4 separate regions of the Sus scrofa genome follow, and all the other regions are linked to region 4. Evidence: chromatin contacts called from public HiChIP or PLAC-seq data. All regions are on one chromosome and are shown on one strand. The core of a region is the stretch at or near the end of the contact, and the rest is flanking DNA. Distances in the headings are between cores, read along the strand shown. Region 1 has its middle 70 kb from the start of SIK1. Region 2 has its middle 27 kb from the start of SIK1. Region 3 has its middle 44 kb from the start of SIK1. Region 4 has its middle 7.4 kb from the start of CRYAA.

Region 1 (3,864 bases), core at 605-3,104, 240 kb before region 4:
GAGCAAAGGCAGGGATTGAACTCTCAACCTCATGGTTCCTAGTCGGATTTGTTAACCACTGTGCCACGACGGGAACTCCCTGAGCCCATATTTTTCACCAAAGTAATAAAAGCTGTTTATGACGTCCTTAAATTCACGGGGCGCTCGTGTGTCATGCCCTGGGAACTTGAGAAACCCGGCCCCTCTGCAGTAGGACCGTCGGCCACACCATGAAGCGGGAGGAAGCTGCAGCTGTGAGAAGGTGCCGAGAAGGCGCTGATGACCCAGACTGGCTTGGTGTCTGTCACCTGATGCCTCACAGCCGTGACACACCCACTGTGACGAGCGCGTGTGCACGCGTGTGTCTGCCTGCCTGGGTGGGCTTTGTCCTGCTGCCTCCAGAGCCAGGAGGGGGGCTTGGCTCCGGTCCAGCCAAGTTCCCCTGTTTTCCTGGTCTCCACGCCCATGAAATCCTGGCAGGAATTGGGCCACAACTAAGAAGCGCCAAGTCTCCCCGGAGGGGTTCTCTCCCGAGTGGAGGGCAGCGAGGCCAGAGTGAGCGTCCAGAGGCGGCCGCGTCCTTGCCCGCTGTCTTCCAGCCGCCGCAGCCCGTTCTCCAGCCAGTGGCAGGGGTGGGGCCTGGCCTGGGCAGGCCTGGGGCTCCCTCTGTCACCTGTCTGGTCTGAGCAGGCCTGTCACAAAGGGCCTGTCCTTTTCTACCTGATGTCGTCAAGCGTTTCCTGGGCGGAGCTGGGGAAAACGGGCCTGGGGGTCAGGGTGGACAGCTGTCCTCCGGTGCCTCCCTGTGTGTCCGTGGTGGGCAGACCTGGGTTTGCTTGCTGGCGGCAGGGCCGTGGCTGCCGGCCTCCTGGGACACGGAGGACGCTCACCCCCCACGTTTCGGGGGCCGCCTCGATCCGTTCAGCTCCTTCTGGACCAAGCGTACAGGGCTCAGACGCTGGGCAGGAGGCTGTGCCAGGGGGCAGGGCCCGGAGCCCTGCAGGACAGACCTGGACGCCCTGCTCATCCGAGGTCAGCTGTGCACATGTCCCCTTAACCAGCAACCGAGGGACCAGATGCTGGGCGGAGGCCACCTGAGGCGGACGCCCCAGGCTGCTGGTCCTGCTCCCCAGGGTCCTGCCGCCCAAAGCCTCCTTCATCTTGTTCCCTCCGGTGCTGGGAAAATCCTGCTCCTGCAAGTTGCCCGAGCAAAGCCCTGTCTTCGGGTCAGGGAGCGGGAGCAGCCGCGAAGTCAGCAGCCGGGTCCCGGCCGGAGGTGCGGGCGTGGGGACAGGGCCCCGGCTCCGAGGCCCCGGTGCCTGCCTGCGGACCAGCTCCCGGGCCAGACCAGACCGGACGCGGCCTTAGAGCCGCTGACGTCACCGGCCCAGAGGCTCGGCGCAAAGAACAAAACTGCCTGTTCCCGCCGGGCGCTGTCGTTTCGTAGGAAACGCCGGGGGCTCTGGCAGGTGAGAGGCCTTCCTGTTTGTCCTGCAATTATTCGTCACGGCGACTGCGGGCCAGGACGTTAATCCCCAGCGCCAGCCGGCGGCCCTGGGTTTGCACAGCCCAGGACGGCTCTCCTGTCCCCGAAACTCGCCACCCCTGCCCTACTCGGCACACGCTGCCCCTTCCAAGTCCTGGAACAGCGCGGCCTGGGCGGGCGGCCTTTGGCCCCGCGGGGGAGGGAGCGGGGGGAGGGGACGGGACTGTGTCACAGCAGGAAGCTCTGATCCGGGCGGGTGGGGGGTGGCTCGCCCTGGGTGCCCCCCCCGGCCCCCCCCCCCCGCCCCAGGGACTAAGGAACGGGCCCCCAAGAAAGCCAACAGACAAGGGCAGCTGAGTTCTCATCTTCCGGGAGGGGATCTGAACAGACCCTGTCCCTTCCCTCCCGGCCGAGCCCAGAGCTCGGATCTGCCGGGTTTCATTCTTAGAAAGTCAGAGTCACGGAAAGGGGCGGGGCCGCGTGGCAAAGCCGATCTGATGGGTTGGGGTCCGAATCCACTTTCGCTTCTGCCTTTGGAACATGCCCGTGTTTTTGCCCTAGTTTTCCTTTTCCTGAGGGCATTTAGTTTGGGCTCCCGTTAAAATCTGTGCATTTCTTTCGCACACCGCAAGCACGTGAGAGCTGAGAGGTGGGGCTCCGGCCAGAGACCCGGCTGGTCCTACAGGCTGTGCACCTCGGAACCAAGTGATGCTGCCAGGGCGAGTCTGTCCTGAGGCAGTGTCCCCGAGGAGGCTGGATGGGGCAGCTGGACAGCACAGCCCGACCAGCTGGGTGGCCCCCACACCCCTGACCACACTGCTGGCCCTCGGCCTGTGCCTGGAGGTGTGGGCTTGTCTGAGATTCACCGGCCTCACAAGTCTGTCCCTCCGGCATCTCTGCCGTCCCCTCCTGTGTCTTCCAGAGGCTACCAAATAGGAGAAAGTTTGCCGGGGCTTTTGTAGTTTCCAGCCTGGCACCCCAAGGGGTTGTCTCCACGGGGCCCCGGAAGCTCTGTCTCTCGTGGGGTGACGGTCTGAGCCCTGGACCCCTGGCTCATCTTCCTGCCAGCCACGCTGTCTGCGGGTGTAACCATGTGGTCCTCTGCCCTCTCCCTGGGCCCCTGGGTGGGGCCTCGGGGCCGACTGGGCCTCTTGCAGGGCAGGGCACTGGCAGCCTGCAAGGACGCATCTAGGAGCAGGCAGTCCTCCGTGAACCTGCAGCTGCTGGCACCTCTGTCTTGGATGTCCAGCTTCCCGAACTGCGAGGAGTAAGAGCCTGTGTGAGGGCTGGCCACGTGGCGGTCTGTGACAGTGGCTCGAGCTAAGACAGTTGCCCTCAGAGATGGTCAGCCCAGGAAGGCACAGTGTGGCTGTCTGCCCTCTGTTCCTGGCACCTCTTCCCTGGGATTCTCCAGAAACACACCAGGGTCTGCTCCTGAGCCCCCTTTGTTCTGCTGTAGAGGCAGGCCTGGGTGGCCAAGCTGGAGTGGGTCTGTCCTGAGTGTGTCTGTCCCTCCTGGTCAGGCTGGAGTGGGTCTTAGTCACCCTGGCGTTCAGCGCAGTCACTCATCTTGTGAGATGTGACGGCAGGTGCACAAATGGGCAAGCCCTTCTCGGAAACCTGCCCTGCATACCCCCCTTCTGGGGGCTCCCCCAAACCTGGGCATGCTCTCGTGTGATGGCTCCGTTCCAGACCTCTGCGCTGGCCCTGGGCTAGACCTTGTAGCCTCGGACCAGTGTCAGGCTCGGACCCCCAGTCACCATCAGAGTGCCTGGGCAGACATTACCTGAGCGCTCAGCCCGTCCCCCATGCCGGGGCCTTGTGGGGGCCATGTCCCCCCACCTCCTCCAGGCCTTGCGTGCAAAGACTGAGGTTGTCAGTTGTCTCACCGGGGCGGAAACCGAGGCTTTGAGGGTTAAGTGCTGTGTCCAAGGTCACGTTTCCAGGAATGTGGACTCGGGCTTGAATCAGGCCGTCAGATGGTAGAGCCTTGGCCTAACAGGAGGAATTGGGTGTTACTAGGAAGAACTGGGGGTTAAGACAAAAAATTGGGGGTTTATAGGCGTTGAATGGAAGATTGGGGTTCAGAGAGGAGCACGGGGAACGTGCTGCCTGAGCCGCCCTGAAGGACCGCAGGGTAAGAGCAGATCCCGGGCAGCGGGGAGGGGGCCCCGCTGTTGCTGGGAGGGGAGTGGGAGCAGCTGGGTTTCCAGAGCCCACCTGGCTTCACAGCTTGTGTGTCTTGTTCCCCGTCAGGCTGTCGACTTTGGGTCACAGAGTCTGGACAGAGTCGGCGCCACGCCCGGTAGACAGTGCTGACTCAGGGGGCCCTCAATGGAATGTTCTAGAGGGGGCCCTGCAGGGGGTGGGGGGAGGCGGGAGGAGCAGGGGCCCGTGTG
Region 2 (3,662 bases), core at 995-3,494, 140 kb before region 4:
CCAAAGCAACGTGGGATCCAAGCCGAGTCTTCGACCTCCACCACAGCTCATGGCAACACAGATCCTTAACCCACCGAGCAAGACCAGGGGTTGAACCCGCAACATCATGGATACTAGCTGGATTCTTAACCCACTGGGCCATAGCGGGAACTCCCAGAGGGGGTTCTTATGACATGGCTTAGGCCATGGAGCATCCCAGAACCAACCCCTGTGGCTGGCTGACAGGGTATGTGTCTTTCTAATGCCTGGGGTCAGCCTCAGAGAAAAGAGAGCTGTGTTGGCGTCTCAAATGGCCATGTCCCAGAATCTGGACAGAGGGGGGTTAGATCTTTGCGAGAATGTAAATGAGAAGGTCTGCCCCGCGGGTAACAGAACGGCCTGCTCCAGGAGTGGGCAGTGAGGCCGGCGGGAGCTGGCTTCCAGCAGGCTGTGTGTTTCCTGGGGCTCCCCCATCAGCTGGGGCCAGCTACGTCCGAGGCCCCCGCTCCCTGAGGGACAAGAGGGGACGTCCTGCCTTACCGATGCTCCCGAGCCCCGAGCTCCCACCTGGGGCTCACACATGTTTCCCAGCGCGTGCTCCTTGTCCCCTCGCCAACTCCCTCCTTCCGGCTTCCCTCTATTTACCAAATGCAGACAACAGCTTCACACTCACTGTAGTCACTCCCCTTACACCTCCGCAGTGTCACAGGTCGTTGCAGAAAAGGCAGAAAGGCCAGCACTCCCGTGAGCTCCCTCCGGACATGCCCAAGCCCCGAGGCTCGCCTCCGTCTGAGCACGGCGTTGGCTTGTGTTGGCCGGTGGCAGCGCGAGCCAGGCCTCACGGGCCCTCCTGGGCCTTGTGCGGACCCTACTCATGCCCAGTCACTCCAGGTCGCCGGGGGCAGGCTGTGTGTCCCCCGGCAGCCGCCCTCTCGCAGGCCGCTTGCCGTCTTGTCCCCCTCGGTGAGCTCAGCTGCCGTCTCCCAGGGCGCGGGCTTGGGGTGCGGGAGGCGCCCTTCCCCTCGGCCCCGCATCCTCCAGGCTGGCTCCCCCAGGGCCCCCCAACCCTGCTGGACGCCCCCCTGTCGCACTCTCATGCGTTAAGCTCTGCGGGGAGGTTTGGGGGCCACCAGGGGTGCTCAGTACCTCTGCCATTTTCAACCTCGGCCACTGGATCCCCAGCTCCGGTAACGGTCTCGCTCAAACTGGAATCTAGCTTCTAAGCTGGCACCCAGCCGCCCTCATCTCCTGGGCCTCATGCCTCCCCCCCCCCATTTTTTTCTTTTTTTTAGGGCTGCACCTGCGGCATATGGAGGTTCCCAGGCTAGGGGTCCAATCGGAGCTACAGCCGCCGGCCTACACCACAGCCCCAGCAACGTGGGATCGGAGACGCGTCTGCAACCTACACCACAGCTCATGGCAACGCCGGATCCTTAACCCACTGAGCGAGGCCAGGGATCGAACCCTCAACCTCATGGATGCTAGTCGGGTTCTTAACCCACTGAGCCACGCCGGGAGCCCCTCATGCCCTTTGGGAATCCCCTCCGGCACTGGGACTGAGAGGGTCAGTGACATCCAGGACAAGGTCACACACAACACGGTGGCTTCCGTCGTCCTCTCTTGGGTCACTCACTCTTGGGGAAGCCAGCGGCTATGGCGTGAGGACACTCAGGCAGCCCTGCAGAGAGGTCCACCGGTGGGGGACAGAGACCTCCTGCCCACCGCCACGTACACAGACATTCTAGAAAACAGAACCTGCAGCCCCGGTCACACCTCTGGATGAGGCAGCCTTGGCTCAACTGGCTGCAGCCTCGCGGTGAATAAACCCTGAGTCAGAACCACCCAGCTGAGTACCTCCTGGTTCCCTGAGCCACCGAAGCTGAGGGGAGCGAAGGTTTGTGGGTTTAGATTGCTACGTAGATCACTCCTTTCCGCGTGTGTGTGTGTGTACGCGTGTGTGTGCCCATGCCCTGTCCTCCCCGGGCTTTCCTGCCCCAGTGGCTACAAGGTCAGTCCCTGCTCCTCCCCTCCCTCAGGTCCGGGGGGGGACACAGCCTCTCCTGGGCCACCCCCAGGACACTGCCCACCCCTGCCTTGCTTGCGAAGGCCTGTCTACCCTCTTGCAGATTGTGCCTCTAAGAAACACTCCTCAGACGACCCAGCTGGATGGGAACATCTATTTCCCGTCAGGCCCACACCTGGAACGACCCTCCCCTCCCGTGAAGTCACGGCCGCTGCTGTCGTCGGAAGGGACTTTCCCAGGTGGAGAAATCTGGAAGCAGCTTTCGCTTTTCTCCCTGGGGCATCCTCCCTCCGCAGCAGCGGGGACTGGTGGAACTTTTCCTCAAGCGAAATCAGATGCAAGTGGTCTTTGTTCTCTTCCTCCCCGGGGGTCAGGCTCCATAACTAATTACTCACAGGCGGCGGGTTAGAACACACTTCTGGGTTCAGTGGTCAGGCTCTCAGCCTCCCCTCTGTGTGGGAAGCTCGGTCTCCGGGGGCCCTGGAGCCACAGTCCCCTGGCAGAGGGTCTGAGGCTCCCGGGAGGCCCTGGCCCCGCGCCCGTCGTGGGGCGGGAGTCACCCGCCCGCAGCCTGGGAAATTCCCTGGGAGCCGGGATTTCCTCGCTGGGATATTGTTTTCCCTCCGCAGGAAGCCCAGGCAGCCACGTCTGTTCCTGGCAGCGATCCCGCCGCAGGCTCGGAGCCCCTGAACTTCCAGTCCGCACACCTGCTGGGTCCTGTGGGATCCGGGGCAGCACCAGCCAGGGTCCTGGCGCCCTGGGCCAGGCCCGGAGCCTGCCTTTGTTTAAAAGCTTGACGTTTTGGAGTTCCCGTTGTGGCTCAGCAGCTGAAGGACCCGACGTCGCATCCTGGGACAGGAGCTGAGGCAAGACTGGGCGGGGGAGGGGGGGGAGAGGCGAGTCCACAAGGGCCCAGAGCGGCCAAAGCAGGGCCCTGACAGGTCCCTTCCCCAAGACTGAAGGTGGCCGAGAAAATTCGTGTCTCCAAAGGGACAAACATGAATGTAAGCTAAGATCTGAGCCCCCGGAGGCTCAGCCGTTGACACTGGGGTGTGTTTCCTGGAAAAGAGCCTTTGCAACCGTGAGCCCCCTGCCCTGGGCCCCAGTCCTGGTGACACCCCCGGAGCAGGAGGGGCCGCCGTCGCCATGGGGACAGCTGCCTCCTGTCCCTGCCCCCCTTCACCCCAACACCAGCCCCTGAGGCCTTGCGTTTGGGAGGCGGTGCCCGAAACGGGACAGATGTGGCCCTGGAGGCAGCCGAGTCAACTGCCTGAGCACACGGTGGCCTGTGGCGAGCTCGCTGCTGGGGTTCGCTGTCTAAAGGGGGCCCCAGACCTCCACAGGGGCCTCTTTGGTCATCAGGATCTTGTCCCTGGGTGCCGCCTGGCCAGGTCTCCCCATGGGGACCCCTTGCTTGAGGACATGAGCCAGGTCTGAGGACTTGGGGTGAGTGGGACAGGCCAGCCCTGGGCTGCAGGGGACATGGGGGTCCAGGGGGAGCTGTGGTGGCATCACACGGCCTGCCAGGGGCTATGGTGGGAGATAATGGAGCTGGGTGTGGTGGAGCAGGCTCAGCAGGCCTCCTGGAGGAGGCGACATGGGTGACGCATCTGGAGGAACATGTAATACTTGTCAGGGGAGGAGGCTAGATGCCTCTCGG
Region 3 (3,541 bases), core at 335-2,834, 210 kb before region 4:
GGCCGGGTGTCCGGCCAGACACCTGTGGGCTCTCTGGCGTCTTGTCCCTACATGAGAGGTAGTGCTGTGAGGGTTGCCGGAGGTCACCTGCAGCATTTGGTGACTACTTGTCATCAGCACGGATGAGAAAGCCGACCCCCCGGGGGCCAGCCCGCAGTGGCACAGTGCCGGGCTTCCCAGGCCTCAGCAGTCCTGCCCTACCCACGCCCCCAGAGTGGCTCCCACCCCGCCTCGCAGCTCCCTTGGGGGCACTGGGGCCTCAGCTCCCTGTGGGCCCACCAGACTGTGCCCCCACACTTGGTACCATGCGCCAAGGTCACTGCCACCTGCAGGACCAGCCCGGAAACGCTACAGGTGAGCAGGGAGCTGGAGCCGGGCGGCCGTTTAGCTTGTGGCTGGAGCTTCTGGGGGCACAGAGAGCTTTGCTCTGGTCAGTCCTTCCAGAAGCAGGAGGGGGGTGGAGGGGGCACAGGTGGAGGAGGAGAATGGTCCTGCACTTGAACACCCCGAGTGGGTCTGGCCCAGTCCCCGCCCCTCCCCACCCCGCGTGTGTCTCCCCAACAACCACGGATTCTGCGGCACTCGGGGCCCAGAGCCCGGGCCGGTGTCCCCTGCTGCCGCCCAGAGGGCTGTGTGATGGCTTGGGCGCTGGGAGGCAAGGGGCCGATGTGGCTGGTGCCCTGGCGCCCCCAAGCCCCGTGGGTTTGCAGGCTTCAGGTTAGGAAGTGAGGCCTGAGCAGGCGGAACCGCAGAAATACCAACCAGACGGCAGAAGGCCCTGCTCTGGGCGGACAGGCCCGCCTGGCTCTCCCTGGGGACAGCGGCCCCTTCGTGCCCCACCAGACCCGCAGGGACCCTCAGGGCCACTCCTGCACAGGAACTGGCGCTCAGGCTGAAGTCAGCGTGTTCTTCCACTTCACCTTGGCGCCGGTGCCAGTCGGGTCCATTGGTTTCGGGAGAACAGAGGGGAACCCCCTTCTGACGAATAATTACAAGGCGACCCATCTGCCTGCTGAAAACTTTTCTCTTTAGAACAAGTTCCCTGTCATGGGAATACTGGTGAAACAATAATATTTTAATTTTTAAAAAATTTATTTGTATTATTAGGGCTGCACCTGCAGCACATGGAAGCTCCCAGACTAGGGGTTGAATTGGAGCTGCAGCTGCCGGCTGACCCCACAGCCACAGCCACTTGGGATCTGAGCCACGTCTGTGACCTGCACCACAGCTCATGGCAACGTCGGCTCCTTAACCCCCTGAGCGAGGCCAGGGATCGAACCTGCGTCCTCACGGATCCTAGTTGGGTTTGTTATCGCTGAGCCACAGCAGGAAATCCTAGGAATATTTTTAAGTGGGGGTGTTTGGGGGAGGGGCCCTCTTCTGTCCCTGTTCAGGAGCTGAGAGGACAGTCCCGGGGGTGCCGGGGGGCGGGGGGGAGGACGATCGCTCTGCCCAGTTCCTCTCCCCGCCCCCTTCCCACTGGTTCAGGGCCGGATGCCTTTCTCCTCGGGGGCCCTTATCAGCTCTGTTAGGTAGTGAGGCTTCCTGGCGGCTAATCTCTGAAGTCAGCTCCCCACGTATTTGGCCGAGGGCTGCGAAGACTTCCTATTTGGGGAATGAGAAGGAGCGAGGCCTCCGGAGCGCTCGGGAGTGGAGAGCCAGGCTTCCGGAGCAGCGGGCGGGGAACAGGCAGGGGACAGGGCTGCGCGCGTGGCCTCCCCGGGCGGAAGCGGGCCGCCGCCTCCACCGCCCAGCGCCCGGCTCTGGGAAGTCTGCTCGGGCTCCCCCGCTGTGGCCTTGACCTTGGCCTCCCTTCTCAGCCTCTGGGGGCACACGGGGTGCAGGGTCTGGGTCCCCAGACCCCCTCGCTGAGCGCGGCTCCGGGGGCAGAGCTGACCCCGAGGCTGCGGTCCGCCGCCTGGCTGCCCCGTGTGGCCAGTGTGCTCGCTGGGAGCGCAGAGGCCGTTCCGGGGGAAGCGGGGTGTTTCTCCCTCTCGGCTCCAGCTGCATCTGCAGGTGCTTCTGTAGCTGCAGCCGCGGCTTCTGCAGCACCATCCTGCCGGAGTCACACCCTCTCCTCCTGTCCCTCCAACCCGGAGTGGAAGCGGCCTGTGGCCAGCACCGCCGGTAGCCTGCCCGGGGCCCTGGGCACTCAGCGCCCTGTGCAGCCGAGGCCTGCAGGCCCCCTCTGGCCACAGGAGCCCCACCTCCTGGGAGCTGAGGCCCTGGCAGCCCCTTGCCAGTGACACGCGCAGCTGGAGGGTTAGCAGCCCAGCCCCCTCCTCCTGGGTGGGCAGCCCCACGGTGTGTCCTCAGCCTCAAGGTGGCTGCGTCCCCCAGAGACACGTTGGCCCCTGGCCCTTCCCACTTTGCTCCTGGTGCACCGGGGTCCCCCCGCCCCAACATAGACCGACCTGGGTCCTGTCCCAGGCTCTGGAGCTGGGGGACCCGCCAGGCCAGGCTCCTGCTTTGGCCTCCACACCCCCTGTCCGGCCTCTCAGCAGGACCCTCGCTGTCTCTCGGGGCCCCCGAAGCATCGCTGTCCAGGCAGAGGGTGCAGCGGGCCTGCCTTTTGGCCGAGCGGCTTGTGAGAGCAGGGGGAGGGCAGAAAGTGGGTGTGGGGGTGCGAGCGGGCTGGGTGCCCTCTGCGCCGGCCCGTCCTTGTGCTGGGGACTTGGGTCAGTGTCCTGGAGCACTGGTGCAGCCCCCAGGCCTGGGATGGGAGCCTGCTGCTTCCATAAAAGGCTCCTTACATAACCCGCGTGCAGCTACTTGAAAAGCCTGGGCGAGTCCAGACACCTGCAGCTGGGCTGGGTGCCCGCACACGCACGGGAAGTGGGCAGGACACGCTCCAGCCCCGCAGGAAAGGGACTCTGGGCGGGGCGCCTGCCAGAGAAAGTGCTGGGACACACGGAGCAGGCATGGCTCCGTGGCCGGCAGAGCCTCCAGGGCCGCGGCCCAGCCCCCGCTCCTCCCGCCCAGCAGCCCGGGGCCTCCAACTGCTGTCACCGCTACGCTGGGCACACGTGCACAGCACTCTTGCTGGTACCTGCCTGCCCTCATAACTGGGCTGGGCCGTTGCCTCTCATCTGCGCTGGCCCCTCTTGTCACGCTTGGATTTAAGGTCCACCCGGGTCACATCTGCAAAGACCCCACTTCCAAATAACCCTCCCAGGCTCCGAGGGTCGGGACCTAGGCATATTTTGGGGACCACCATTCAACTCCAGTTGGGAAGGAAAGGCCCCCCTGAGCTCCTGGGGGCACAGTTCAGGATGGAGCTGGTGACCTGGGGCCCGGCCTGCTTGAGCAGGTCTGCCACCCCTCGAACCCAAACAGGCGCTGATGTCAACTCTCTGAGCTGAATTAGGTCATCAGCACCCCAACCTCCCCTCTGTCCCCCTTGGCGGCTTATCTTGGGGGTCTGGGTGGCGGTCCCCTCCGTGGGGCACAGAGTGTCATGGAGACTCACCTGGGCGCACCTGGGCCCACCTCACCTGGCCTGGTGCCCGGGCTGCTCAGAGTCTCCGGGGAACGAGGATGG
Region 4 (3,998 bases), core at 1,103-3,602:
GCCCCAGACGTGTCTCAGGTCCAAACCCCAGAACCCGCAAAGCTGCCCTTATTGGGAAAGGGTCTCGGCAGATGAAACGAACGTAAGGATTGAGGTGCAGCCGTTCCGCTTTTACACGAGCGGACCTCAGCGCCCGTGGCTGGTGTCCTCCCGAGACGACCACAGGGGACTGTCCACCCCCCGGGATAGACTGCGATGGCAAAGAGAAGAAAAAAGAGCGAGTATGAGAAGAACTGAGTCACTGCACGGCAGACATTGGCACAACATTGCAAATCAACTATTCTTTAATTTTTTAAATTAAAAAGACGAAAGGGAGAAGAGCAGAGAGCCACAGGCAGGAGGTCGGTGGCCCTGGAGGCAGAGACTGGGGGGCGGGGGCAGACGCAGCCCCAGGAGCGGGAAGAGGCAGGAGGACCCGCAGCCCCTGGGGGGCTGACAGCCACAGACACCTTCCTCCCACACTTCTGGCCTCCAAATAAATTTCTGTGTTTGAAGCTGCCCGGTTTGTGGCCACCTGTCCTGGCAGCCCCCCGGAAACCGGCACGGCCCTGCGGTCTGCCTGTCGCCAGAAACACGCTGGACGGTGGCTGCAGGAACGGGCAGTGAGAAAGTCAGGACCCGGCTCAGGAGCGGTCAGCTGGGGTTCGCATCCCCCCCACCCCCGCCCCAGGCCACTCCTTATAATTCAGCTTTTCACAGGAAACCAGCAAAAGGAAGCACCTGCTCCAGTAAGTCCCCGCAAGGGAGCCCAGGGTGAGCTGTCCGCATGGACTTGCACACAAAGTCCCCACACATGGCTGTCCCCAAACATAGCTGTCCCCAGCCATGGGGAGGAAAGCGGCCCTGGTCCCCCCCAGGAATTGCTCCATCATCACCGGAAAGCTGCCAAGGTCCCGCAGTCGTGTGGGCAGAATGTGGGCATCCCACCTCTACCCCCCTGGTCTGACTGGTCTCCCCGGTGCCCCCCCATCATACTTAGCAACCTGCAAACCCACCCTTAAGTGCAGTGAGGCTCTGTCTGAAGAGGTTTTGGAAAGATGTGTTTTTAAGCACAATATTTATTATTGTTGTTGTTGATTTCTGGCTCCTGGGGGTGGGGGGCTGGGCGGAGATGAAGGCAAGAGGGAAGAGCCTGGGGAAGAAGGAGCAGCCTGATCCTCATGTTCCTTGCCCGTGACCTTGGGGTGCCCTTGAGCACACCGTGCCCTCCCCCCCTCCAGGCTCAGCAGCCAGGCGCTGCAGCCACACCGAGACGGCCAGGCGTTCCCAAAAGCCCCTCGTGAAAGGGACTGCTCGCCAGCACACAGGGAGGCTCCCCTCAAGGGGGGGAGACGGGCAGGATATGTCTGGCGTGGTTGTGTCTTCAAGTTCAAGCACACATCAGACAGAGAGAAGCTGACGGGAGGCAGGAAATAGAGCCTAGAGCCTGCTCGTGGCCATTGCAGGTGCGTGTAGTGCGTGTCTGTGTGTGCATATGTGTACACAGACGTGCAGACGTGCATACTCTGCACCTGTGGCTCACACTATGTGTTGTGCATGTGTGTGTGCTTGTGTGTTTGTGTTTGCATGTGCATGTGACTTGAGCCGTACGTGCACGTGTGTGCGTGCGTGAGCCCACACACATGCGTGTCTTCTGTTGGGTTCTGTTTTTGTGACAGCAACCTGCACACATCCACCACCCCTGCTCCTGCAGATTCCACCCCCAGCCCAGGATCCTGGAGCAAACTCACAGCGGCAGAACCCCCAGCCTGGCCACCCCAGCAGCCAGGACGCTGGCCCTAATGTGGGCCACATGGGGGCCGCAGCCCTGGGCCAGGCCGCCCCTCCCCGGCCCCAGCCTGGGCGGAATCCCCTTTGGGCAGCCCACTCCCATCCCAAGTCCTGAAGGCCAAGGGAGGTGCTAGGTGGCAGGCACCGCCCTGACTCCAGGAGACAGGTCCTGGCCTTGTCCCTCAGGTCCCAGGCCCCCCTGGTGGCTTCCCCTTGGACGTGCGGTCTGACACAGGTGCACAGCCTCGGGGTGTAGCATCTGGCTGATGAGACCGCTGACCTGTGACCCCGCCACTGTGCCCACCCGCATCAGGTTCCTGTCTGACACGGCTGGACACAGTGTTGAGGCACTGTGTTAGGGCTGCCTGCCAAGGCCATGTCCCCTCTGGGCACGTGGCAGGACCCGAGGCTGCTCTAGAGTCTTCCCAGAAAGAGACCGTGGGAGCCAGCAGGCCCATGGCCAGAGAGGGCCGACACACGACGTCATTCTGCCAGGGGGGAGATCCCCCAGAGCCACAGGGGGCCCCCCCCACATGGTGCTGGCCTGCCAGGCAATGATTTGCCCCTTTTCAAATGATTTCACAAACAAGAAAACGAAACAAAAACTGCTTGTTGTAAAGAAATACCACTGGCTCCCAGTGGGGCTTTTCTTTTCAGTGTCCTCTGTTGGACACCCACTCCCTGGGTCAGGACGGGGTTTCCCAGAGCTCTCGCGGCCGGCCCACCCCCAGGAGCTGGTCGCAGCAGATGCGCGGCTGCTTCTGGACCCGTGAAGGTGACCTCTCAGCTCCGCCCCTTCTTCCCGCGAGGGCCGGGCGGCCAAGACAAAGCCTCTGCTGGCACCTGGTGGTGAGTCTTGGAAACGCAGGAGGCCACGGGCTTGCTGGACGCCCCTGGGAGAGAGTACCATCCCCCCCACCCCTCCCACTCCCCCCCACCCACCCTGCGCCTCGTGAACTGGTGAGAAGCAGGATCTGATACTCAGAGGGCCTCAAAAATCTGCCTGTGGTCACACAGCAAGTCACCTGCAGATCAGGACCAGGCTGACTTCTTCAGTGCCTTCTGACTTGGGGTGAGCTGTGAGGCTGTATAATGACACCTGTCGTGCAGGGGCTGGAGTCCTGCCTTTGAGCTCAGACAGGCAGGGTGAGTCCTGGCCGGGCCCTCCCCGATGGGAGCGCCAGGTAAGTGACTCAGCCTGGAAGCCTGCTTTTCTCCCTAACAGTGGAGCCCGTTACAGGCAGCTGGGCTGCTTTGGGGCTGCCAGCTGCCAGTGTGGCTGGCACAGTGTCTGGCACACAGTAGGTGCTCCGCCAATGCTCTTCCTGCTGCTGCTGCTGTTGATAAATGTCAGTGATGACCCTGCAGCTCAGGGTGACCGTGAGATCCCGGAGGGGACCTCGGTTCCTGCTCCAGAACCACGTAACCACGTGCAAGCCTCCTATTTGCTGGAATGAGAAGGTGCCCCTCCCCCCAGGATCTAGAATGAGACCTAGGGGTGGGGAGGCTGCTCTGCCGCCAGGCCACACCCCGTCACTGACCCACCCACGGAGGCAGCTGCTGTTACTCCGGAGTCCCTCAGGCTCTCCTGGATGTGAGTTTCTCGTGGAGAATTATCAGCTCGCAGACTCCTGGGCTTCAGCCCCACACAGGCCAATTCGGCAGGTCTGGGCCAGGGCCTGGGCATCTGTATTTGTGCAGGACTCTGAGTGGGGCCCACAGACCATCAGTTTCAGGGGATGCTGGCCAACCCGCCTTCACAGTTTGGTGGTGGGGACAGCCGCGTGTCCTAGGGTGAATAAGGCTGGACTCCAGTGGCCCAGGACTGTCTGGGGAGTGGCCCCCAGGCAAGACGTGACCAGAAGTGGACAGGGTGGGGGGAAGGCCAGCGGGCCAAGAAGCATCAGCAGGCAGCAGAGGCGGGGCAGCCGTGCGGGAGGTGAACCCCGGGCCTACAGCACGTGGACAGGCGTGAGTCTGGAGGGAGGAGCAGGAAGGGCAGCAGGTGGTCCCTTGGGTTCTGAAGTTCTTCCTACAACAGCCCGCGGCACTGACACTGGCAGAGCACCATGGTCAGAGCTCTGGGGCCGCCCGATGCCTGGTGGGCATGCCTGGTGCCCCCGATGCGTGGGGCACGGCCAGACAGCCATGGCCAAAGCTGAGCTCCTGTTGGCATGAGTGCAGCCTCCTGCCTGGTGGGCATCGGGCACACCTGCCCTGGACTCTGC

What was found. HiChIP or PLAC-seq counts read pairs in DNA pulled down with a chosen protein or histone mark.
Region 1: an H3K27ac HiChIP or PLAC-seq map of skeletal muscle shows a contact between it and region 4. The contact joins two enhancer-like sites. A contact is called at or near these places in 1 of 47 Hi-C or Micro-C datasets (skeletal muscle) and 2 of 2 datasets of contacts at active chromatin or transcription factors (alveolar macrophages and skeletal muscle).
Region 2: a contact with region 4 is called in an H3K27ac HiChIP or PLAC-seq map of skeletal muscle. The contact joins two enhancer-like sites. A contact is called at or near these places in 2 of 47 Hi-C or Micro-C datasets (embryonic fibroblasts and heart right ventricle) and 2 of 2 datasets of contacts at active chromatin or transcription factors (alveolar macrophages and skeletal muscle).
Region 3: an H3K27ac HiChIP or PLAC-seq map of skeletal muscle shows a contact between it and region 4, with 10 times the contacts expected there. The contact joins two enhancer-like sites. A contact is called at or near these places in 1 of 47 Hi-C or Micro-C datasets (epiblast stem cells) and 1 of 2 datasets of contacts at active chromatin or transcription factors (skeletal muscle).

What each region holds. Positions count from the first base shown.
Region 1 is chr13:206,534,196-206,538,059 of Sscrofa11.1, reverse strand. No RefSeq gene overlaps it. Among named protein-coding and RNA genes, the nearest start is that of SIK1, 70 kb to the right of the region's middle. Within about 2 kb of position 1,854, at least 48 of the 83 cell types and tissues checked have an H3K27ac peak or open chromatin away from gene starts, as enhancers often do. A contact at or near this core is called in alveolar macrophages and skeletal muscle, where this site is marked.
Region 2 is chr13:206,437,328-206,440,989 of Sscrofa11.1, reverse strand. No RefSeq gene overlaps it. Among named protein-coding and RNA genes, the nearest start is that of SIK1, 27 kb to the left of the region's middle. Within about 2 kb of position 2,244, at least 23 of the 83 cell types and tissues checked have an H3K27ac peak or open chromatin away from gene starts, as enhancers often do. A contact at or near this core is called in skeletal muscle, where this site is marked.
Region 3 is chr13:206,507,729-206,511,269 of Sscrofa11.1, reverse strand. No RefSeq gene overlaps it. Among named protein-coding and RNA genes, the nearest start is that of SIK1, 44 kb to the right of the region's middle. Within about 2 kb of position 1,584, at least 22 of the 83 cell types and tissues checked have an H3K27ac peak or open chromatin away from gene starts, as enhancers often do. A contact at or near this core is called in skeletal muscle, where this site is marked.
Region 4 is chr13:206,299,280-206,303,277 of Sscrofa11.1, reverse strand. No RefSeq gene overlaps it. Among named protein-coding and RNA genes, the nearest start is that of CRYAA, 7.4 kb to the right of the region's middle. Within about 2 kb of position 2,352, at least 53 of the 83 cell types and tissues checked have an H3K27ac peak or open chromatin away from gene starts, as enhancers often do. A contact at or near this core is called in alveolar macrophages and skeletal muscle, where this site is marked.